5 separate regions of the Mus musculus genome follow, and all the other regions are linked to region 1. A link is a contact called in public ChIA-PET and HiChIP or PLAC-seq data. All regions are on one chromosome and are shown on one strand. The core of a region is the stretch at or near the end of the contact, and the rest is flanking DNA. Distances in the headings are between cores, read along the strand shown. Region 1 overlaps Wwox (WW domain-containing oxidoreductase). Region 2 overlaps Wwox (WW domain-containing oxidoreductase). Region 3 has its middle 120 kb from the start of Gm39256. Region 4 has its middle 150 kb from the start of Gm39256. Region 5 overlaps Wwox (WW domain-containing oxidoreductase).

What was found. ChIA-PET counts read pairs in DNA pulled down with a chosen protein or histone mark. HiChIP or PLAC-seq counts read pairs in DNA pulled down with a chosen protein or histone mark.
Region 2: an RNA polymerase II ChIA-PET map of memory CD8 T cells shows a contact between it and region 1, with 36 read pairs. The contact joins two enhancer-like sites.
Region 3: an H3K27ac HiChIP or PLAC-seq map of regulatory T cells shows a contact between it and region 1, with 4 times the contacts expected there. The contact joins two enhancer-like sites. A contact is called at or near these places in 1 of 484 Hi-C or Micro-C datasets (the MNK3 cell line) and 2 of 115 datasets of contacts at active chromatin or transcription factors (the 230-238 cell line and regulatory T cells).
Region 4: a BATF HiChIP or PLAC-seq map of CD8 T cells shows a contact between it and region 1, with 7 read pairs. The contact joins two enhancer-like sites. A contact is called at or near these places in 2 of 115 datasets of contacts at active chromatin or transcription factors (CD8 T cells and memory CD8 T cells).
Region 5: a contact with region 1 is called in an H3K27ac HiChIP or PLAC-seq map of regulatory T cell precursor, with 6 times the contacts expected there. The contact joins two enhancer-like sites. A contact is called at or near these places in 1 of 484 Hi-C or Micro-C datasets (CD4 T cells) and 2 of 115 datasets of contacts at active chromatin or transcription factors (memory CD8 T cells and regulatory T cell precursor).

Annotation. Positions count from the first base shown.
Region 1 is chr8:115,186,690-115,191,232 of GRCm38.p6, forward strand. All of the region lies in intron 8 of Wwox (WW domain-containing oxidoreductase), which reads left to right. Among named protein-coding and RNA genes, the nearest start is that of Gm39257, 230 kb to the left of the region's middle. Within about 2 kb of position 3,277, at least 57 of the 459 cell types and tissues checked have an H3K27ac peak or open chromatin away from gene starts, as enhancers often do. A contact at or near this core is called in CD8 T cells, memory CD8 T cells, regulatory T cells and 1 more, where this site is marked.
Region 2 is chr8:114,879,917-114,884,634 of GRCm38.p6, forward strand. All of the region lies in intron 8 of Wwox (WW domain-containing oxidoreductase), which reads left to right. Among named protein-coding and RNA genes, the nearest start is that of Gm39257, 79 kb to the right of the region's middle. Within about 2 kb of position 2,390, at least 79 of the 459 cell types and tissues checked have an H3K27ac peak or open chromatin away from gene starts, as enhancers often do. A contact at or near this core is called in memory CD8 T cells, where this site is marked.
Region 3 is chr8:115,527,431-115,532,169 of GRCm38.p6, forward strand. No RefSeq gene overlaps it. Among named protein-coding and RNA genes, the nearest start is that of Gm39256, 120 kb to the right of the region's middle. Within about 2 kb of position 2,586, at least 38 of the 459 cell types and tissues checked have an H3K27ac peak or open chromatin away from gene starts, as enhancers often do. A contact at or near this core is called in regulatory T cells, where this site is marked.
Region 4 is chr8:115,493,491-115,497,823 of GRCm38.p6, forward strand. No RefSeq gene overlaps it. Among named protein-coding and RNA genes, the nearest start is that of Gm39256, 150 kb to the right of the region's middle. Within about 2 kb of position 2,676, at least 19 of the 459 cell types and tissues checked have an H3K27ac peak or open chromatin away from gene starts, as enhancers often do. A contact at or near this core is called in CD8 T cells, where this site is marked.
Region 5 is chr8:114,798,476-114,802,970 of GRCm38.p6, forward strand. The region is part of intron 8 of Wwox (WW domain-containing oxidoreductase); the gene reads left to right. Among named protein-coding and RNA genes, the nearest start is that of Gm16118, 93 kb to the left of the region's middle. Within about 2 kb of position 3,161, at least 38 of the 459 cell types and tissues checked have an H3K27ac peak or open chromatin away from gene starts, as enhancers often do. A contact at or near this core is called in memory CD8 T cells and regulatory T cell precursor, where this site is marked.

The DNA.
Region 1 (4,543 bases), core at 2,027-4,526:
CGAAGCAAAAGAGACACGCTGTAGAATCCTCCGGGTCCCTGGATACCTTACGTTTTCTGCTGAAACGTAGGCTCTCCAGTCCCAGGAGAGGCAAACATTGGTTTGGAAAAGATGGATTCTGTTGACATTTCTAGTCAGGCTGAGCTGTCCTCTCTCCTTCAAGGTCATCTAAAAAAAATTTTTTTTTTCATTCCCAAGGCCGGTTGCTCTCCTTGCAGGGGACAGGGGGTGGGGGGTGGGGGGGGATGACTGTGGATTGTGCCAACAGCAATAGCAGCTGCAGCTAAAGGTTGGAGCCTCCATCCAAGGAAAGCTCCTCCCCTCCTCAGTGGCCAAAGGCTAATTAACTCCTGATGGCAAACAGACTGCTGTGACTGCCTGCCAGTTCCCTTTTGAAGAGCCCTCTCCAGCATGCTCCTAGCTTCTCTCTTCAACAATACACTCAAATGAGTGACTGGCAGTGTGTAGCTTCTAACTCCCAGGGGGGCTCTGCTTGCCCCCCCCCCCCCCCCCCCCCCCCCGTGAACCTGGGCAGGTGGGGGGACACATGCCCTTAGTGCCAATGGTGCCTTGTATTCTGTTGTTGTTGTTGTTGTTACTGCTTTTCCAATGTCACTTAGCACCTTGTTTGCATTCTGTTAATAGTTCTCTTCCCTAGGTCAGACACCAGGGCCCACACCTGTAACCCTAGAGCTTTGGAGGCCCTAGGCAGACTGTGACAAGGTTGAGGTCAGCCTAGACAGCAAAGCCACATCAAAAACCAAGCCCAGGGGCTAGGGATGCAGATCGCCAAGGAGAGCGCTTGCTTGTCAAGCAGGAAGGGAGCCCCAGGTTCCCTCCTCAGTATGACATAAACTAGGCACAGTGGGACATACATGTAGTCCCAGCGTTTGGGAGGTCGAGGCAGGAACACTGGAAGTTCAGCTAGTCAGCAAGCTGCCGGGTTACATGAGATCTGGTCTGAAATGCCAACTGAGCAACAAATAAAGAATTAAGATAATAAAAGAAACCATTTTAAAGTACATTTTTAAAAATTCCCCTCAGTAAGGCATCTCCTTAAGTTAAGAGTCACAATAAAACATCTGGAAGTGGGAAAACAGATGATATGAGAAAGGAGAAAAAAATATTCCTGAGGTAGTATTAGGTTAAATAAAAACAGTAAGAAAGAAGACCTTTATGATTCTAATTATAAACAAATGGCTAAAGTATGGACTTACATGGCCTAGACATGCATAGGGAAAAAAGCCAGATGTTACTGACAGGCAGGTTAGTCTGTGAGGCCCAGAATAACAACCATTATCCCCTACCCCAAATATGACTTTTGCTTCCAACAAATAACTCCTTCAAACAGGGAAAAAAGTTTGCTAGGATTTCCATTCCTTTGTTTATTTGGCTTGCTGTGTTGTTTTTGTTTTTTGTTTTTGTTTTTGTTTTTTGTTTTGTTTTTTTGACACAAGATCTCAGTGCACCAGGGTGGCCTCAAACTCCGTATTTGAGCTTAGAATGACTTTACGCCCCGTCTCTCTCTTAATACAAAGATTTATTTTCATGTACGTGCATGTATGTGTCTGTGTGAGCGTTTGCTACATGAGGCCCCTGCACAGGCCAGAAGAGCATCAGTCCTCCAGAGCTGTAGCCCACAGGCAGTCCTGAGTCACCTGACACAGTGTTGGGAATGGAAGGCAGTTCCTACAAGAGAGCAGCGTGTGCTCTCCCCCATGACCCATCTCTCCAAGCCCCTCCTTGAGTTCCTGATTCTCCTATTTCCACCTTCAAAGCGCTTGAGCTTTGAAAACATTCTTGCTCTGGTGTCTAGGTGCAACTGAGGCAGATCTTTCTAGAAGTGTTCAGCAAAGTGCTCCCGAGCTCCGCCTCTCCTCCACTCTCTGGTGTGTGAGTTCAGAGAACCTGGAGGCCCCATCATTGTCACCCCAGCCACAAGGATCTCAGTGGCTTCCTCTATGGCAATAAAGGGAATCCCCTTTCTGCTCGGTTCTTTCTGCAGAGTAGATGCATCTCATGAAGCCCTTCCATCCCTGCTTTTATGTTTACAGACTTTGGGGGAGGAACCTATTCTCCATCCTCTTGAATAAACCACACCCAGACTTTTTCTACCTAACTCTCCTTTTAAAAAAGCACTTAAAAAAAAAGCCCAACACGTGTGTGAATTATGTCGGGACATGCATGTAACATACTGCATGTACGGAGTCCAAAGAACAGCTTTCTGGAATCAATTCTTTCCTTCCTCCTTTCTGTGAGCTCTGGGGATAAAACTCAGGTCACCAGGCATGTTCGACAAGCGCCTTTAAACCCCTGAACCATCTTGCCAGCCCCTTGCCTGCCTCCTGGTGTGTTCCTGGATGAAAGGTCATATGCAGGTAGAAGAGGAGAGACAGGACTGGCTTGAGAGTCTGTGCCCCATGAGCACAAAGCCCACCTTCTCTCCCAAAATGAGGTCCCCCCCATTGCCTTTGGCATCATGTCACAGGTGGACACAGGCTCTCTGGCCGACCTTCTGGCTGGAGCGCAGCAGCAGCTCGTTGGCTTTACTGCCTCACGACGTCCACCTTCCTGATCAATGCTTATCAGTTTGCCAAGAGACAGAGCCCGCCACTGCAGAGATTGATCCCAGTTATTTATCTCCCTGGGCCCAATGTAAATTGGTCAATCCTATTCGCATGATAAAAATCATAATGTCTCAAATTACTTACTCAATAAAATGTGGGTCTGTCTATTATTAGTGATCATTAGGGTTATAATGCAGCCTGGAAATGTGGAGCAAATTAACTGCTCATGCAAGCCGTGGGCCCCCTGTGTGCAGCTAATCGTATGCACACCGTTCCACCGGGCAGAAGGGTTTGCAAGAGCCATTTCAGAGTAGGAAGGGTCACACCCATACACCTTTTTCTTCTTAATCTGAATTTCTCAAAGGAACTTTTACCTAACATACAATGGAACCACAAGAGTTACCAAAAAGAAGAAGAAAAACAAAATAGAAAAAGGAAAAAGTAGAAGTATAACTAAAAATAAATAACGTATTTTAATGGTTCTATTCCCGTGTCATTAGATTTTTGAATAATGATGCATCAAAATTCTCCTTTGAGAGAACTCCCACAGAACCCCTCCTTTCTTGTCTGTCTGTCTGTCTGACTGTCTGACAACAGTTTCTCTCCCTGAAGCTTCCTACTCAGTGACATCACGGGACAGGTTCTATAGTCACGATGAGTTCCCATCGTACCTTGGCCGGGGCCATTTCCTCTGTGGCACAGGCTTCCTGGACACGTGGGCAGGTGGGAGGCTCTGACTGCAACGGCTGGTGTCTGGATATGAGAGAGGTGTAGCTTTGAGTGGCAGCGTCAGTTTAGAAGAAAATGAAAACAATACTCTGCGTGTAACCTGTTTCCTGTGAGGGTGTCAGGAAACCTCACAAGGAACTTCACAGATGAAAACTATGAGATAAATAGAAATAATGGCACCGTGCCAGGAATCGGACATTTTTACAGGTGTTCGGTGTATATAAAGATTTCTTCTAGAGAGGATGGCTTTTTTTTTTTTTTTTTGCAATACAGTCTGACACAAGATCCAAACCAAAGATGAGATTTAAATGGATTTAAAGAAAGCCCCTACCACCACCACCCCTAATAAACAAATAAACAAACACCACAAAAAAAAGCAAAAAACAACAACAACAAAAAACCACTTTGGATCAGGATCCTACTAGTATTCAAGTGCGCCTGACTTTAGGCCTGTTGGGATCCAGGTTCATAAATGGTACCAAAGGATTTAATTATCTCTTTCTCAGTTTTCATCAAACACCCCTCCTAGTACTACCAAAGGGTAGGACCACCACCATGGCTTCTTCTTAGGCCACTCTGGCTGCTTTTCACTCTGGACCAACATCATGAGCCAGAGGCTGCGAAACTCTCATCAGGGAGGCCTCTGCCCTGTGACCCTTCCTAGCACCAGGAAGTAACGTTAGCTTCTAAACAACCATGCCTTGAGAAAGTCACAGCGGGTGGCAGCTGGGGAGGGGGACCCCCAAGGGGCTTTGGGATATTATAAACAAAAGAAGGGGACCGGGTACCAAGAATGGAAGCTGCAAAGGTCCACTCTGTTTAGGCATGCCCTGGACTCATCTTTTAGTGTTTAAAGAGGATGAAGACTTACGGAAAGGCCTAGGGGGGTGACTGTGTAGACAGAGGACCCCAAAGGTGACTGATGTTGGGAGCAGAACAGGGCTCTGTTGAAGGGCTTGGGTTCAGGAGACTGGGAATGACACTTAATAACTGTAATTCTGGTAACTGCTCTTTTGCACGTGTCTATGTATGTGTTATATGTGTAAGCATGTGTATGTGTGTATGGGCTAACGCGTGTGGGATCTCTGTGTGTGTGTGTGCATGAGTGGAGTGGCCAGAGGTTGCCATCAAATATCTTCATAGACATAAGACATAGACCTTACATGCTGAGGCAATTTCTATCATTAAATCCAGAGATTGGCAATCCTGCCAGTCTGGCTACTCTGCTTGCTCTGACAATCCTCTGC
Region 2 (4,718 bases), core at 1,140-3,639, 310 kb before region 1:
TAAGGGAAACCCCACCTTACAGACAGGAAGCCTCATCTAGTGTTACATGGGGCACTAGAAAGTCAGATGTGACACTTAAGTACATCTGCTGCCAAAACCGTAGCTCTTTTCATGGAACCCCTGGTTTAGAGACAAACAGATCCCAGACTTGCTGGAATCTGGCTCGGGAGCCCCCAGAATTAAATGTGTATGACCTTTTCAGTGTAGACCCCATCCCCACCCCAAGTTCTGTGCCTGTAGGATGGAAGCCTGCCTGTACCTGTAGTCTGTCCCTCAGGAAGCCCAAGGAGGAATGACACTGAACTTGAATGCTAAAATCTTAAGCCCTGTCCCAGGGACCACCTCCTTCTACGCCTGATAGGAAGAATGTGGTACAGTCAGCCTTGACATGGTCAACATCAAGATCATTAATATTATTATCTTCTTCCCTCTGTCATGACAAGCACTGGCTATCACATGAGAGAGAGAGAGAGAGAGAGAAAGAGAGAGAGAGAGAGAGAGAGAGAGAGAGAGCACTCTGGTGTTAGCTTTTCTATATGGCCTCAGTGAAGCCCAGTTTAGATGCCTTGGAAGCCAGGTCACAGAGGAAAACACCTTGTGTCACACAGGGCTCAAAGGTAGCTGTGGCAATGCAGAGGAAACCCTGACCTAATTGTACTGGTAATATAATTCTGTAACTCACCCAGCCACTGCAAAGGTGGGTGGACAGTTCCCCGTCCCTACTTCCCCCTGCACACCACCCTGAGGTCCTAGGAGAGAAGTCTGCACTCGAGCTGCAATTTTAAGGTGCCTCGAACAGGTCCCTGCTATTAAGAGTCGGTGGTTCCATGTCAATAGAAGATAGATATTAAATGAAATCCATGTTGCTGTTGATACAATCAGCCGCTCTCCAGCTCAGATGAAAGCTTCGATAACACAGAATGCAAGAGGAGGGAGCTAAGGGTTGTTGACTTCCTACTACACATCACTGGCTCCACTAGACACCTCAGAAACCTCAGCACGAAATACCTTGTCACCAAACCTGATATATCAATATGCTTAAGCATCAGACACTGAGAGCTGATGATTACAATAGAGGCATCCAGTTGGGGCATAGTCTCTGCTCCTGTTCTTTGGAATAAACAGGCTCCCGATTCAATGATGTTTTGCTTCTGTGGTTTCTTTCTCTTCCTGTTAGAAAATGTGGTGGCTGCTCCCCACCCCCCACCCCCACCTCCCCCACCCCTCACCCGATCACCCCAGCTCCTTTTGCTTACTGGAAGGGAACCTCTTTACTCCTGCTCTGAGACTCCCTTTAACCTTTCTGATTAATGGAAACTGGGGAAACAGTGGTTGACATCCAGAACCCAAGGGTGGTGTGGCTGTAAGGGCAGCATAGGGAGGTGCGGATAGGAGGCTCAGAGGGATCATGGGCAGCCAGCCTAGCCTACTAGACAAGTTAAAAGCCAGCGAGAGACCCTGTCTCAGAAGAAAAAGGAGGCTCATGGCCTGAGAATGAGCACCAAAGATTGACCTCTGACCTCCACATGCATGTGCATAGACGTTCACATGCACCGGCACTTGTGCACACACACACAAACATTCTTACACACAAAGACACACCGAAAAATGATAATTGGTGGATTTTTAAAAACTCCATATTTCTGAAATTCAAAGCATCCTTGCAAAATAAGTGCCCAACGACAGACGGTGACAAGAACAGGCCACTTAGCCTGGAAAGTAAAACGGGGAAGACATGCCCCACCCTCTCCACAGAAAAGGGTGCAGAAGGCCTTCAACCTCCAGGCCACCCTGTGATAACTGCTTCACGCAGTCAGAGCCAAGGCCTGGTCGGGGGCCCATTCTTCCTCTGGCCCTAGTTAGGTACCTACTGGGCTTGAGCTTACTCCCCTGGCCCTGAAGGGTACCGAGGAATGTGGGCTGACAGAAAGTGAATCACATGCCTTGAGTGCCTACCACTGCCACCAGATTCTACCTGATCCTCCTTGTTGCCCTATGGCGATCAGCCCCTTCCCCCTGATGGTGCAGGCAGGCTAGTCACCAGATTCCCTAAATGGAAGACTGGCTGCTTTCTAGAGCTTTTTTTCTTCTGCATGGGCAGAGGATTCCCTGTGGCCCAAGTGGACAGGGTGGAACAGGTGGCATCCAGCAGGCTCACCCAGTGCCTGTGTGGTATGTGGCTTCTCTCCAAGACACCTGCTCTGCTAATACACACACACACACACACACACACACACACACAGGCACGCTCGCTCTCCAGAGCTCTCCCACCACTCTCAAGCTCTCCTGATCCTTTACAGTAAACACCGCCCTCAGCATGTCTCCTCTAGACAGTTTCAAGATGAGGAAGGTGCCGTTTGTAGTCCCTATTAATAGATGGGCCACCTGCAGCTCTGAAGCTGGCTGGCAAGGGTGGAGTGACTTGCTGAAGGCCCCTGGTGGCTGGGGTTTGTCAGTGTCTGAGCCCAAGAGCTTGCTGGAGTCTGGCTTGCTTTTCTTGAATCTCGCTGCCTCCTCCTTATGACTCACTGTCCTTTCCCATCTTCCTTCCTTCCTTCCTTCCTTCCTTCCTTCCTTCCTTCCTTCCTTCCTTCCTTCCTTTCTTCCAGGGTTTTCTCCCAGGCAGGCAGCTTCAGAAAGGGACAGTCCTGCCGGCCTTGGGCTCTGATAAGATCTGTCTGGGCTGCCTTTGTCTGGGCTGTACCTGCCGTTTCCTGAATGGCCCTGTTAATTGCAATTGACTCTCACAGAATGCAGAGATTGGTGCCACTTGACACCAGATGGATGGCCATGACTTTTCCAGGTGCCCCAATGCAGGCTGGAGGGGAGAGGGGGGAGGGAGGAGGGGGGCAGGGCACTGGAGCGAATCCAGTTACAATAAAGTGCATCAGAACTGGAACTGGGCAGCTTTTTTGTTTCCTCTCTCTTCCTACTCACCGCCTCCATAGTGAAAGGACTGTAAAAGAACTCTGGAGTTCCTCTGGAGAGGTGGTGGAGAGTTAATTTCCTGCTGTAGCAGGCTTCTTGTCCTTTATCAGCTTCTAGCAGCCCTGGGCTAAATAGAAAACCCATTTTAGTGGTAGACAGACTGAGGCTGAAGAACCAGCCTGCTGTCCGATGTGCGTATTTGTTGTTTATTGGGTGGTACGGTGGGAGTGGAATAGGGACTGGGAACCGAGAGCCGGTTCAGCTGAGAGCCCCAAGGCCCCTGGAGGCCTTCTGTCGTCACCTGCTCCAACCCACGGAACTTCAGGCAGGGCATCAACGTGGCAGATGGGAGGCCCTGGTTCCAACAGTCCCCATAGATCATTTTGTAGGACCCTCCCATCAAATCTGTGGGGTCGGAATTATCCTGTCATTCTGTACATGAGAAAACCAAAGCTTGTGAAAGGTAATGTGTGTGTGTGTGTGTGTGTGTGTGTGTGTGTGTGTGTGTGTGTGTGAGAGAGAGAGAGAGAGAGAGAGAGAGAGCATACTCACATGATCCTGTTCAAGGTCACATGACGGTTCATTAGCAAACTGAGTAAACTCCTGTTAGTTCTAAGGACAGTTGCCCTGGGTTCCAGAAACACAGTGGTTTTCTCCGATTGAGCTGTGTGGTCAGGGCCAAGGCAGAGCAGGGACCTTATGGCCATTGGAAAAATCAAAAAAGAGGATTTTTTGGGTGTTTTTGTTTTTGAGGGGGGGGGGGATACATTGGGTTTCCTTCTTAAATTCAGTACATTGTTGGGTGACTCCACCACTCAAGACACACTCCAGATACAAGAGTAAGAATGTTAAGCTGTCAAACAGTGACTTCATTTTCGTTTACACCAAGGCCACGAGGTAAAGATGTATTAGGTATTAATTTAAAAAAAGAAAAAAAAAGCTTTGAGTCATGGCATCCATCAGGGGGACCTCCATGAGTCCAAGGTACTCGCAGCTCTAAAAACAGACCTTGGACGGAGGGGGAGGGGCGGGGTGGGAGGTTCAAGTTCACCTTCAGCCTCTCCTCTGGGAGGCTGAGACAGGAGTTGGATACTGCTTGAACCCTGGATTAAAGTGTGAGTCTCCAAAAGTCAGAACTCTGGGGGTGACTCTCAGCAGGTCCGTGGAGAGCATCTCAGAAGTCACAAGCCTGCGCTCTCCTAACACCCTCAAGGAAACATTTCACTTCCAAATTCAGCTTTCTGATCTTCAGCATGGGTGCTCTGAGCTAGGGTTCTAGCACGCAACCTTGACGGGGTGGCACCTACAGGCTCCTCCTGTAGGTGGCGCTGTGACCAGCCCAGTAACCACATTGTCCATTTCACCTGCCTTCTTCCCTGCTGGTACTATCTGACCTCTGGGCTTTGGTATCCTAGATGCCTACTAGAGAAGGGCTTTGGGTCTGAAGGACCGGAGGCGCGGGACTTTTCTGAGCTGATCACTATTTTGCGTCACATGCAAAAGCCCCCATAGCCACAGCAGTGGGGACCTACACTAGAGAGCCCTTCAGAGAGGTGCTAGGAAGCCCCTCATGGGTATGGTCCATGTTGGTACCCTTTCTGATCCCCACTTCCTTCAGGTTTAAAAACATCAAGTTCAGAGGTGTTTCGGGGTACCACTGCAGGGTACAGGCTGTGCTTTCTGAGCAGGGGTCTCCTCTAACACCTTTCCTTACCTTTGGATTTTAGAATGACTCCTAAAGGAGAAAAAAAATCATCCATACAAGTTTCTCTCTCTCTCTCTCTCTCTCT
Region 3 (4,739 bases), core at 1,336-3,835, 340 kb after region 1:
CTCCATGTTATTCTCCTCATCCTTTCTGTTTTGTCGTCCATAGAGGGAAGCACTCATCTCTGTACTCACTGCATTCCGCCATTCATTGTCCTGTAATCCCAACCCGACCGTAAACCTGGTTTTTCCAAATAGCAAACTATCTAGGTCCACAATGAGTGCTTTCAAACGCAGGCGAGTCGCCAGGCTCTTGACCAGATCTAGTTTATAGTCCCCGTTGCAGTAAACAAACCCCATCCTTTTGGTTAGCAATAACCATAACTAGTATTTATTGGACTCCTATATTGCCACGTTTAATCTCCCTGCGAGGATGTGGGAAGTACTGACTGACCTCATTTGGTAGAGAAAGAATTTGGACTTCATGTTAGCAAATGCATCTCCATTCCTACCAGGCCTTTCTGGGTGAGTATATGTCACGCATGCCTTCACATGTTCAACCGAAGGTTTTCAGGGCATGGAAGAACCCATTCTACCCACGGTCATGGGTCATGATAAGCTGGAAACCCTGGAGAATCTGTCAGCCAAGGAATAACAGGAATTGGTGTTAAATGTTTCAGCCCTGGATGGGCCAATACTGAGGCTCTTTTTGTACAGTGTCTCCTAGAGGTAGCTAGTAGGATTATCTCCAGTCTCTACAGAGACTTACAAATGGCAGGCATCACCCCTTGCTTAATGCATGCTTTCTGCACTCTCCTGCTGTGCCCCACCAGGCTCAACTCCTGGGTTAATTCCTTGCCTTCAGAGTCCCTCTCACAATCTATATCTGGCAGTTGTCAAACCAAGTCTGAGTGGCCTGGCCACTTGGCCAGAGTCCAGCCGGGATTTTTAGTCTATGTGGCCTGAGAGAATGCCTCAGATTGAGAGGCTCACAAATAATGGGAAAACATTCCTCACAACTCTGAAATATGAAAAAAAATAAGAAAAAAACCAACCCAAGATCAATGTACTGGCAGATATGAAGACGTCTTTCTCTGTTCACAGCGGATGTTTTTGATATCTCCTTCCAGGGCCTAGGGACAATCTTATCTCCTCAGGGCCTCTTTTAAAAAACCCCAAATCGACTCCTTAAGAACTGTAGTCTCATGACCTGTCACCTCCCAGAGTTGCCATAATTCTGATACCATCACTTTAGGGGGTTAGATTTCAGCCTCTGAATTTTGAAGGCACACCAATGTTTCTACTATATGGGGTCAGACTCATTTCCCATGATGAAAACCCTTTGTTTCTAAGTTTAAAACCAACATATCACTTTATACTGTCCCAGATCTCTCCATGTATGTGTGTCAAAGGAGGAGAGAACCCTATTCTTTTAGATGCCCCTAACAAAGGATTGGAGCCCAGTATGGAGAGACTTGTTCTCATCCAGAGCCAGGAGCAATAGACATTGAAAACCCTAGCACTTTGTCCAGGGTTCTCTATAAGAGCAGTAGCTGACCCTAAATTGAGGCATGGGGGCATAGAAAGATCACTGGCTCATGCCCCCCCCCCCCCAGTTGGATAAAAAGCACCTAACTTCTTAGATTGCTTAGCCCCTTTCTGGCATGTGCTAATATGCAAGGCTGGCACCAGGGAGGGTACCGTCTGGCAGGTCGATCCTTCATACGGAACATTAAGCCGAGGTCCTGCACAGTCTTGAACATTAACCATCCCCTGGTACCCATGAAGAAGAGCTACGGGTTTTATTAACCTCGGTGTCCTGGATGCGTTGTACGGTAGAAACACCATCATTAACCCACCTCCAGATGGGGGACGGGGACCTCTCTCCTAGCTCTGTTCCAAGAGACGAGGCCCTCTGAAATGCCTTCAATAATTTAAAGAAGCTACCTAAATGTGATCATAAAGTCTCTAACGTCACCTCAAGGATGGCAATTCATAAAGATTTTGTGAGAGTAAAAACCGCTTTGTTCTGTTAGGAGCCTTGGAAAGTTTGTGTGAATGCGTGTGTGTGAGTGTGAGTGTGTGTGTGAGTGTGTGTGTGTGTGTGTGTGTGTATGTGTGTGTGTGTGTGTGTGTCAGGTGGGGATATGATCTTGTCACTGTGCTTCTGCTACTGGGATTTCTGTAGTATCCTGGTTTAATTATTCCGAATATCACGGCCACAGCACGACCCATTAACAACTGCTCAGCCTGCTCCAGGAAGTCCCTTTGGTCATCTTGGTAACATAGCCCATCACTCATTTTTCCCCATGTCAAAGATTATATTTTCTTACCTACTTACAGACACAGCTTCATTATAAAAATGTTACAAGCATAATAACACCCTGTAAGTCCTGACTCACTGGAATTTAAACTCAGATCGCACCGAGGCATTCTTGGGAGGAAGCGAGCTCCCAGCTTGTTTCAAGAATGCCTCAGCCATTCTCTGGCTCGTGGCCGCACCTGTCATTTGTAGTCTTTCTGTTGTGTTCCAACTTGAAGCCAAGGAACACGAAGAAGGTTAGGTCATGTCAAGGGTCCCATGAGGGAGGTCAAGGGTCATGGAGAAGAGGTCCTTGTCAGGCAGGGAGAGAGCTCACCCTGGTTTCCTGTGCGAGGAAGCCGGTGCCTCAGAGGAATGAGTGGGCGGACAGGCTCCCTCCCCTTTGTGCTTGAAGAGGATTTCCCGGAGAGTGGGTGGAATGAGAGAGTGTGGTGTGGAGACAGAGGCCAGGATTCACACCACATCCCTGACTTAAACGCTGTTAATAAGTCCTTAAGCCCCACGGTTTCTCTTCTATTCATCTGGAACCGGAACTGAAAGTAAAGGATACATCACAAACTGCTCTCTTCCCTCTCCTCCTCTCTCTCACTTTGGCTTTCTTTATTCTTTTCTCCCGAGCTTCCTGTTTCCTACCTTCTTCCTTCCCTACAGCTCCTTCTTTCCCTTTCCCTTCCTCCCACTCCCCCTCTCTCTCCCCTTTCCTCTCTCCACCATCTCCTTCCTCAAACACCCTACTTACCACCATGTGCCTGAAACTTAACTCTGAGCTATAGATACAGGCTGGAATGGTCATTTACTCTCCAAACCCAAAGGCTTCCTGCCATCCCCTGTCCAAAAGACCAGGTAAAATGTTATCTTAAAAACACTTTGCAGGTTAGAAAGATTGCAGGAATGTGCATATTATATTGTAATTGTGGAATTATGCATACTGTATGCTCTGAGGGGGTTGGTGTAGGTAGGGGGAGAAGTTTTGCCCATAGACTAGAAAGTTCAAATTGTGCTAGCCTCCACCTGCCAGGAAGGTGGCACCCCCAGGGCTACCACTTAAACCCCAGTGTGAGTGTGTCCCTGGAACTTGTAGTGACAACATTAAAGAGACTGGACCACTGGGTCCCCACTCTCATCTTGGAAACAATTTCCTTTCATGTGTGTTCTACATTCCCTCAAGTATAGATTCACTTCAGCGAGAGACATTTGTAATCTCCTGATCTTGAGATTCAGTAAACACAGTTGAGCTCAATAAGTGAGCTAAACATTGCAAGAAATGGACCTAGCTGTTTTCTTTTTCTCTCTTTCTTTTTGTCCCAATGCTCCCCCCCCCCCCCCACACACCTTAAGAAACACATCTCTTGAATCACTCTACACTCATCCTGCCCACCTAGACCATCTTCAATTAAAGGCCTGAGACACCTTCCAAGACTGCCAGGTACCTTTGAACCTCGTGGGGTCTGTGGGAGCTGAGCAAGCTCACCAGTTCTCTGACTCTGTTTTTCCCTGTGACAAGTACCCATGCTTTAAGGCAACAGCCATGGGCCTGCCTCTTCAGGCCCCACTCACCAGGAATGATTTGATTGGCACAGAACAACAATAACCCTCTCCAAATCCCAGCTCCCCTCGCCTTTAGCCACCAGCACCCCTGGAAATGGACATGGTAGAAACGGAGATGGGAGAATGGGCTTGGGGGCCAGCACAGCACTGCCTGGTGGAATTTTCCGCAATACCACAGCCACTCTCCACACAGGGCTGCTGCTTCTGAGAAGCCGTACTTTCAGATTTCATTAATCAGTTAAATAGCTCCACATGCAGATGGCAACAACCAACACGGGCCACGCAAGTTGAGACACACCCAACCCTCTGTCTTCTCACTATTAGAGATATTCATTTCCGGGTTCACTCCACCTACGCAGTCAGTAAGTGATTGCCGCTCCTTCTAAGTCATGCCACCACTCTGAACCTAGGGACAGGGGTACAAGTATTGCTTTCCTGCAGTATTCATGGGGTGCTGGTTCCAGGGCCCCCTGGGGCTAACACATTTGTGAGGACTCAATTTCACATAAGATGCCCTGGTATTTTTCATTTACATATAAACACACACACTCCTTCCATGGACTCCAAATCATTATAGGTCCCTTATAGTAGCGACTGCAATTACACCCCATGTAAATGGATATCCACTCTCTCTGTTGTGGTGGTTACGGATGCTACTTTCTCTGAGTATTTTACATCTGTGTTTGGTTGGATCTAATGCATGGATATTGAAAACTAGATTTGTAAAGTTAGACAAGTCTCTGACTCCCATGAAGAAGCTTATATTTTGTGAAGGAGTGTGCCATGACAACCCATAATACACAGAACTGTGATGTAGGATAAGAACCGACCCTTAAGAACATGGGGGTAAGGGGAATTTTGTGGAGGAGGAGGGAGGCCGCATTAAGCTGTTCCTGTAAAGATAGAGAGTGGACCTCGGGGCTTTGCAAGCACAGGAAGGGGCATTCTCAGGGAGCCAAGAGGCAGGACAAAAGCTAGACCCCATGCTGAGACT
Region 4 (4,333 bases), core at 1,426-3,925, 310 kb after region 1:
CATGGACAAGTGGGCTCTTAGTGTGGAGCTCACATTTCAATTCCCCTGTCCAGTGCTCTCAGTCAGGCATCCCAGAATTCCCCATTTTCCAACCCCATCTCTCTGATTTCTATGTTAAGACAGACATTCTTGTACCCAGAAAACAAATTATGATCTCCTTGAAGGCAGGAGAGTGCTCAGACTTCACAAATTCTTAGGGAAGAGATATGGACTCCTGGGTAGTTAGCTTGTGGGTATGTTTGCAAATGATTCTCTTTAATTCCTCCTCCTTCAAGCTCCCCCGCAGCTTCCCTTCCATTCTGGTTATCCATCATTGCAGCTTCAAATGACCATAATTTTATTGCAAAATTCAGTTTTAAGGCAAGGGATCAAGACAGGGCTCGGACGAACTGGTGTTCTGCTTCATATAGTTAAACTCCAGGAACTCCAATAATCTAAAACCCGAGAGACTGAATAGATGGGATTTTGGAGAAACTACAGCATGGCTCCTCCCTCACGTTTGGGTAGACTGGTGATATGATGGTTAATATTGTCAACTTGACAGGATCCGGAACCATAAAGAGGGAGACTCTGGGTGTGTCTGTGAGGGATTTTATTTTATTTTATTCTATTTTATTTTTACATTAGGTTAATTGAGGAGGAAAGACTACTCTTCAGTGTAGGCAGTGCTATCCCATGGTCTGGGATCTTCCGATGCATAAATAGGTGAGCACCAGGGTTCATCTCTCTCTGCTTCGTGGCAGTGGATGTCATGTGACCAGCTGCCTCAAATTCCTGCTGCCATGCCTTGCCGGCCATGATGGATTTCATCAATTGTGAGCCAAAATAAACCATTCCTTGTTCTCCTAAGTTGGACGCTGTGTCACGGAGACTAGAAAGGTAACGAGTACAGCTGACCAAGAAGAAGCCCAGTGTCATAGCAGAAGGGGTTACCCTTCTCCCACACATTTCCTTTCTCCGTGCCAGTTCTCAGCTGGGCTGTGGTGACTCCCCACCTGACTCATCTCAAATCGTGAATCCGTTCTGGAAGAACAGATATTTGAGGCCCAAGGCTCAGCCTCAGTAAAGCAATAAGTAAAAAGAGAAGTGAGATTCCGCAAATGTCAAGCCACCAGTTCCTCAGCGGTGGCCTCCACCGCCTGAGATCTCTCCTGACCTCTTGGATCTGCTAACTTATTGCTCCCCACTGGAAAATGGCACAGGAGTGACTCAACCAAAGACCTAAATAAAATGCTGAGATGAGAGGAACCAGTCTCATCCACTTGACTTGTTACTGGGTCAGCATCAGGAGGCATAGGAGGACTCTTCTAGAAGTTTCTTTCCCCAGGGGCTCACCTGGCAAGAGTGTATTTGGGAAGTTTCCACAAGGGAAAAGAGCGGTGTATTGACTTTCCATTTGGCTGGGGGCATCTGGGGATGGAACCAACATTGAGAACTCCTGTGGTCTTAAGCCCTTCTTTGGGATGCGATGGGAGATTATCTGTTAATAGCATCTGTGGGCTACAGTGGATGAGCAACGCTGGTGTCAGAGACCATCAGGAGCCCCTTGAGAGCCCAAGAGGTGAGGCGGTCTGTGTGTGGTAGGGGAAGTCCTCTGGCTATGTGATGTCTAGACATACTGAAGCCCTGCCTCCATCTTGTCTTGTCAGGCTTCTGCTTGCTCAAAGACAACAGTGTATCTATCATCCCTGAACACTTGAGCATCTGTAATGAGAAGAGCTGAAACAAGATGCAGAAAGGCGGGCTCCCTTCTGCCCCTATCTCTTGACCCAAGGTTTTAGCTTCTATCTCACATTCAACCCAACAAAGAGTTCTTTCAAGGCAAAAACCAAATCTTTTCTTTCCTTCACCTCACTGGCTCTCTCTCATCTATCTGCTTGGGTGGTAAAACAAGCCCCGTGATAAATCTTCTGTCAAGTCCCTTCCCTCTGCCCTCCCTCCCCAAACTTCCCTTTGGAGTGGCTGCACTTTTCTATCTTCAGCATAGTCACCTCACCACACATTTTTGTCACTCTTTCAGTCAGGCCTTCCACAACACTGGGCATCCATCACCATGCTTTTACTGTGAATCTCATGATGTAGCTAAGAACCCAGGCAGAGTTCAGCTGGATGAGTGTTCTGCTCTGTAGAGGGTGAATTAAGCTCCTTTTTGGGGCTGCTTGCTGAAGAACCTGAGCTGGCATTGCTGCTTTTTGTCTAGAGCTTAGTTTGGAGACTCTAAGTACACATTAGTCTCCGATTTTGGTGACTTGGTGAGGTGACCTAGAGATCTGTCATCAGATTGAATAGGTAACTAGAGTGCCACTGTATGACCTGTCCTTTGCATAGGGATTAAGGCACCCATAAAGAATGCTTCAAAGTAGGAAGTAGTGGACGAGGTGAGAGCCTGATAGGTCAAGTGCTTCCCTTGCAAATATGAGGACCCCAGATCAATATCTAGACTGATGCATTCAAAGCCAAGGATGGTGACATGAACTTATGATGCCAGCACTGAGAAGATGAAGGCAGGCCGATCCCTGGGCTCCCTAGCCACCCAGCCTAGTCTACCTGGTGAACATCAGGCCAATGGGACATTCTATCTCAAAGAACAAAATGACTGTTGGCTCCAGAGGAGTCATACCTAAGGTTGTCACTTGGCTTCTGGGTGCACATGTACATGTTCTCAGAAAAAAAAAATGTCACTTTCTAGCCACCCAACCCATGTCTTGTGACCTAGCCCTGGCTGCCTTCACCACTTTTCCTCCCACATCACTCTCTAGCCACACCAGACTTCTTCCTGTTCCACAAACACACAAAACCCTCTCTTCTCAACCTTAGAAGCATCCTGCTATCCTTCTGCCGGAATTGCCTCTCCTTAAAACTGTCTCCAGCTTGCCTCTTAAGCTGAGTATCCTCAGTTGCATATTCTCCCAATGGGCTTTATGCCTGTCCCTCGTAATATATATCGGTGGAAAGAAATCATTTATCCCCCACCCTAAGTGCAAAACCAGCGTCAGTCTATCATTTCCTCGTTACTGAGATGTTTGGTTTGCCCTCTGGGTTCCAGATGGCCTTGTTGTTGTTTAGAAAGTGGTCATCTCTGACAGCCCTGGTCAGGTCACAGAATCAGCCGTGCATTGCTCCTTATGGGGAGGGCACAGAGCAAAGCAACTCAGGGAATATAGGAGCAAACACACACCAGCAAGATTTTTTAATAATAGATGTTAAAAAATGAATCAAAACAAGGCAGCTATCCCCACCAAACAGGGCTAAGTGTAATGTCTATCATGGGCTATGATATATGTCTGCTTGGAGACCGACTCGACAAAAGGCCAAATTTTCTTAAAAGCATGTTAAAATATTAATAGCTATCTGAAACAGTTTTCTTGCAACTGCTGCCAGTCTTTGGAAAGATGACATCAGACTGGAAAGAACTAGGAGACGTGGTAATGTCTTGGCTGTGGTGACCTACTGGGGTACCATACCATCAGCTGCAGAGGGGCAGGCTGTGGTCCGGTGGGGGAGGCCCCAGCAGGTTCCAGCTGTGTGAATCACAGTCGCTAAGAAAGTTCATATTGGTCCCCACTTACTGTGATTCACTCCCTCACCGTTCAGAGCTGTACCAAGGCTTATTTGGTTTGATTCCAATCTTCCCCCCGGCCTCTCCTCCTGTCTGGCCCCTCTCTACTTCATGTCCACTGATTTTCTTAGCAGACTCGCATATCCACCCCCTTCCCTCATTCTTCTTCCTAAGCTGTACTTTCCTCTCGTTCATACTGATTGTCAGCCTGACAATATCTAGGGTGACCAAAGAAACAGATTTCTGGGTATGTCTGTGAGCGATTACCTCAATTTACCTAACCTATTAGGTTAACTGAATTGGGAAGACACTCCCTGAATGTGGATGGCTGCATCCTATGGGCTAGGGTCCTGGGCTAAATACAAAGCTCACAGAAGGTGAGCTGGGCCCTGTGTTCATGGCTCTCTGCTTTGCTTCCCGAATGTGGATGCAAAGTACCCAGCTACCTCATGCCCCTGCTTCCCTGCCTTCCCCGCTATGCTGACTGTGTCCTTGACCCAAAATAAATCCCTCCCGCTTTAAGCTGTTTATGCCGTGTGCCTTGTCATGGCAACAAAATAAGTAAGCAACACACTTCCTTATTCATCTCCTACTGTGTAAGTCTTTATTGGAGAGTTTTTCACAGTACAATATCCCTGTACATTCCTGTGAGATGTACACAGTACTGGCAGATATGTGTATTATAGTTAGGACCCATAAGATGCTTTCCACAATGGTAGACTCTAATATACACAATGGGTTCTTGGTGACAGTGGCCTGTCAGTTATAACAAAT
Region 5 (4,495 bases), core at 1,911-4,410, 390 kb before region 1:
CTCTTCGCACTCACTGCGGGGGCTCGCAGTTTATCACGATAACCCTCCAAAGACTTTGCCTTCCCCACGTCCGACATGGAGATAGAATTTTTCATAACCCTTTACTAGTCATAAATTTGATTGTTAAAGGACCCGGGTTGATCTTATTTCTAATACCCTCGTCCCCTGATTTAGGGGCATTTTCTTTCCACTACCTCCCCCAACCCCCCCCAAAAAAAAAACGCTTGGTAGGGAAGCACATAAAATATGTCACCTGATATTGGAGGATTGTTTATTTCTATTCATTTTGGACCTGAATAGTACCTATGAGATGCATCTGAAAACTTATCTTGTTTATACATTTATTCTATTGCCATTCTCCCATTACCTGAAACAGTCACTTTGAACAGCCAGCAAAGCTGTGCGTGCCCTTGCCTGGCTGCGAGCCACCCAGGTAAAGGATCTTTGCTAACAATGCATTTTAGTGACCACAGAAATGGCACGTGGCAAGAGTTATAATTTTGCACTGTCATTTCTTTGCCCCTCAGATCCCACACCTGCCTTTCTCATAGCCCTTTATGGATGCACAGAGCTGCTTCGTTCCGTTTTCTGCTAGGCTTCTCTTTGCTTGGCACCCAGTAGGTGCTGGGGAAATTAATACACTCGTAAGTGCACTGCGGTGTTCAGCAACACAGTACACAGATGAAAATCCCCACAGTGAGCCAACTCGGCTCTACTCGTGAGGGGGTTTTGTGAGAATTCACTGAAATCATTCAACCGGACACCCGCCAGCCCCTTCCTATAGGCGACCTTCGCGGAAACTCTTGCAGAGGTTCCAGAAAGAAACCTCCTGAGTAACTGAAGGCGAGAGGTTAGGATGGAACTTTTCAAAATCCGTCTCTTGTCCACGAGAGCCGCTGATCTGCTTCTATACCAAGCAGACATGGAGTCCCCTGTAAAGCGTCTAGTTAATTCTTGTGGACAAACGAAGGGCTTCTGACCCAAAGATGGTTTTTTTTGGGGGAGGGTGCGTATCCGGGGTCTCCGAACCCCGCCTCCATGGGTGGTCAGGTGATTCTTAAGCAGGCGACTACGCTGCTCTTGAACCAGCTTCTAAGAAAGGAAACACGTACACACACCTCACCAAAGAGTGTGTTTTGTCTAAAGACAAGCAGCTGATCATGACTAATGCGAAGGTCCACAAGTAAGGCGAACCGACCAATGAACCACACTCCAAAGAGGTTGTATCCGAGCTGGACCATGTTCCCCGTTAAACAGTTTACTCTCTCCTTGGAAACAGGATCGGATCCAATATAAATAAATGTATAACACCCCTCTTTCATTCATATACAAGGAATTCCCACTTCCGTTACTAACTCACACGCATGCACACGCGCACACACACCCAGAGGCATACTAAGCTACACATCAGCTCACCTAGAATATCGAACTACACCCTGCATTCCTGTTTTTCCTGCAGTTTCTCTGCCCTGCGGTCAGGGTCGGTATTTGCCATCTGTCTCAGTGAATGGGTGGATGGGAGCCGGTATGTTTAGACATTATTAGTAAGAACAAAACATCACAGAACTGAATAGTCGTGCTGTTGGGGGTTGGGGGCAGTGAAAACGGACTCAGGAACCCGGGTGTTCCACATGGAAATGTATGCTTGATGCTTAGCCTTGGGCAGAATCGTACAGTCGCGCTGCCTGGCCCAGACTTCCCCACATATCACCATTGGTGATATGCAGACCCATTTTCTGATTGCAGATTCATCTGTCCCTACATGTGAGCTTGTCTGAGATTCATAAAAAAGCAGGAATTTGGGGGCAAAGGAGAAGGGATCAGCTTCCTTCTTTACACACAAATGAGATGTCATTTTGCCAAATGTTCATTAGAGCTGATGCTTGCTCTAGGTGTCAAACCAGGGAACAGGAATGTGGCTGTGGCTGTGGCTGCATGTGGTGGCTGCACTCGGGGCTGCTTTATAGTAGTCCCTTCCTATGCACTGTGTTTCCTCTGAGTCTTCTAAGCATTTCCTTGTTTTACAAAGTGGAGGGCTTTTTTTTTTTTTTATAAGATGTGTACTCCTCACTGTTAAGTATAGCTATCTATTGAATTGAAGGAGTGTAGATAAAATGAAAAATTTCAAAACATTTATTTTATTCTCAAGGATGTATAAATCTGTGTGTGGGTATGTGCGTGTAAGTGCATAGGTAGCCATGGAAGCCAGAAGTAAATACATGCCCTGAAGCTGGAGTTACAGGCAGTGGATGCTAGTTACTAAATCAATGCCCCATCTCTCCAGCCCCTTAATTTAAACTTTTGAAGGGCATTAAGACTATTCAGGGAAGGGCTGGTGGGATGGCTTAGTGGAGCCTGCTGGCAATCCAGATGGCCTGAGTTCAGTCCCTGGGACCCACATGTGTGAAGAACCAAGTCCTACAAGTTGTCCTCTGACCTCCCTGAATATGTGAGTGTGGTTCGTGTGTATATGTACACAGACACACACTCTAAATTAAGAGAGATATTCAGAGAAGTAACATATATTAATAGTTTACATTTTGAATGTAAAAAGCAGTTTATGAAAATGCATGTACCACATTAAAATCATTATACTAATACACGTATATGCATAGTACAAGATTCTGAACTAAATACACATATATACACACAATATATGTAGTTATTTATATATATAAATATATGTGTGTATATATATTTGTGCACAGGTATGTATATACAGGCATGCGTAGAAAAAGCTGCAGAAAGAAACACATGAGGGTCAGAGAGATGGCTTAGAGCACTGACTGCTTTTCCAGAGGTCTCAGGTTTGATTCCCAGAACCTACATAATGGCTCATAACTGCTCATAATTCATGCATGTGGTGCAAAGACATATATGTGGGCAAAACACCCATGCACATAAAATAGATAAATTAATTAATTAATTAATTAATTACTAGATCAGTAAAGAAATTATTTTAAAACTGGAACAAAAGAAACCCAGCAAAATGTCTGTAGCCCCATAGGACGAACAACAATATGAACTAGCCAGTACCCCCCAGAGCTCCCAGGGACCAAAGCACACATGGTGGGACTCATGGCTCCAGCTGCATATGCAGCAGAGGATGGCCTAGTCCGACATCAATGGAAGGAGAGGCCCTTTGATCTATGAATGCTCTTTGCCCCAGAGTGTGGGGAAAGCTAGGGCCAGGAAGCAGGAATGGGTGTGGTGGTGAGCAGGAGGAGGGGGGAGGGGATGGGGACAGATGTTTTTCTGAGGGGAAACCAGGAAAGGGGATAACATTTGAAATGTAAATAAAGAAAATATCCAATAAAACAAATGTCTGTAGTTACCTAATGAACTTGGTCAGATAGACCCAGGTTCAAATCTGTCTCTATCACTCATTGCCCATGTGATGTGACGTCGACTCTGTGGTTTGACAGCATCCTGTTTTCCTTCTGTAAGGGGACAGTTAAAAAAAGAAACACTTGTCTCCCAGGGATACACGTCACTGGCCTATGTACACGTATGGCACCTGAATGTGCCAGGCTAGAGTTTAGCTAGAGCTTTTCCTGTGCCCTTCCTTTGTCCTTCGCTCCTCCCACTGGAAGCAAGGGTTACTTTTATAATATGAAAAATGAATGTAGACTTAGCCAAGGGCTGGTGAGCCTATTTCCATGGTCTGGTATCTTGCTTGACACCAGAGGGTGTCTCCAAATGGAGGATTCTCGTGATGGGAATTGGGCAGAGCTAGTCTTCAATCCAGATTTGATCCTGATGGGTTTCCTCACATCATCCCTCCTAGACCTCCCGAGCTCCCACAGACACCAATTGTAAAAGAGCAGACATCACCTGCCAAAGACACTCACTTGACGATGCTTGATCTCCTGGGACCTAGCTGTGGAAACTCGAATGAAGAGGGGAACCTGACTCTGTAGGGCGTGATAGGGCCTGTGTTCCTCCGGCTGGAAAGATGAAGAATATCACAAGGAATCTGAATGAAGGAGAAGAAAGGCGTTCTGCACAGTACCACAGTGGATGTTGCCAGGTCTAAACTCACTCTCTCGCTCATTCAGCCTTTGAATTTTGGTAGGAATCCTTAGAGTCCAAGCACTCAGGAAAACCATGTTGCTTGCAATTGTCATGGAGCAAAACTGAGGTAGCAAAAGCCCGTCTGCAAAGGTGGAAATTTGCCTTGGAGTTGGACCTTGGCAGAAGGCTACATGAGGCCTTAGGTAATCCAAAAGGCAGGTGTATGCCCAGTTTTTGGTTTTTGGTTTTTATTTTTTATAAAAGACTCAGCAATACTTTGTGAGTAAATGGTTCCTACATCAACCTTCTAAACTGGCATGATGTCAAATGATAATTCAGGGAAGGCATTTCTACAGGAAGCAGAGATAATAAGCCCCGAGTGCTTTTGTTTTCTGCCTTTGTTTCTTAATGCAGGGAAAACCTTCAGCCTCCCAGTTAAAAACCCAGATGAGGGGCTGGGAGTCGTCACAGTCTGACCCCT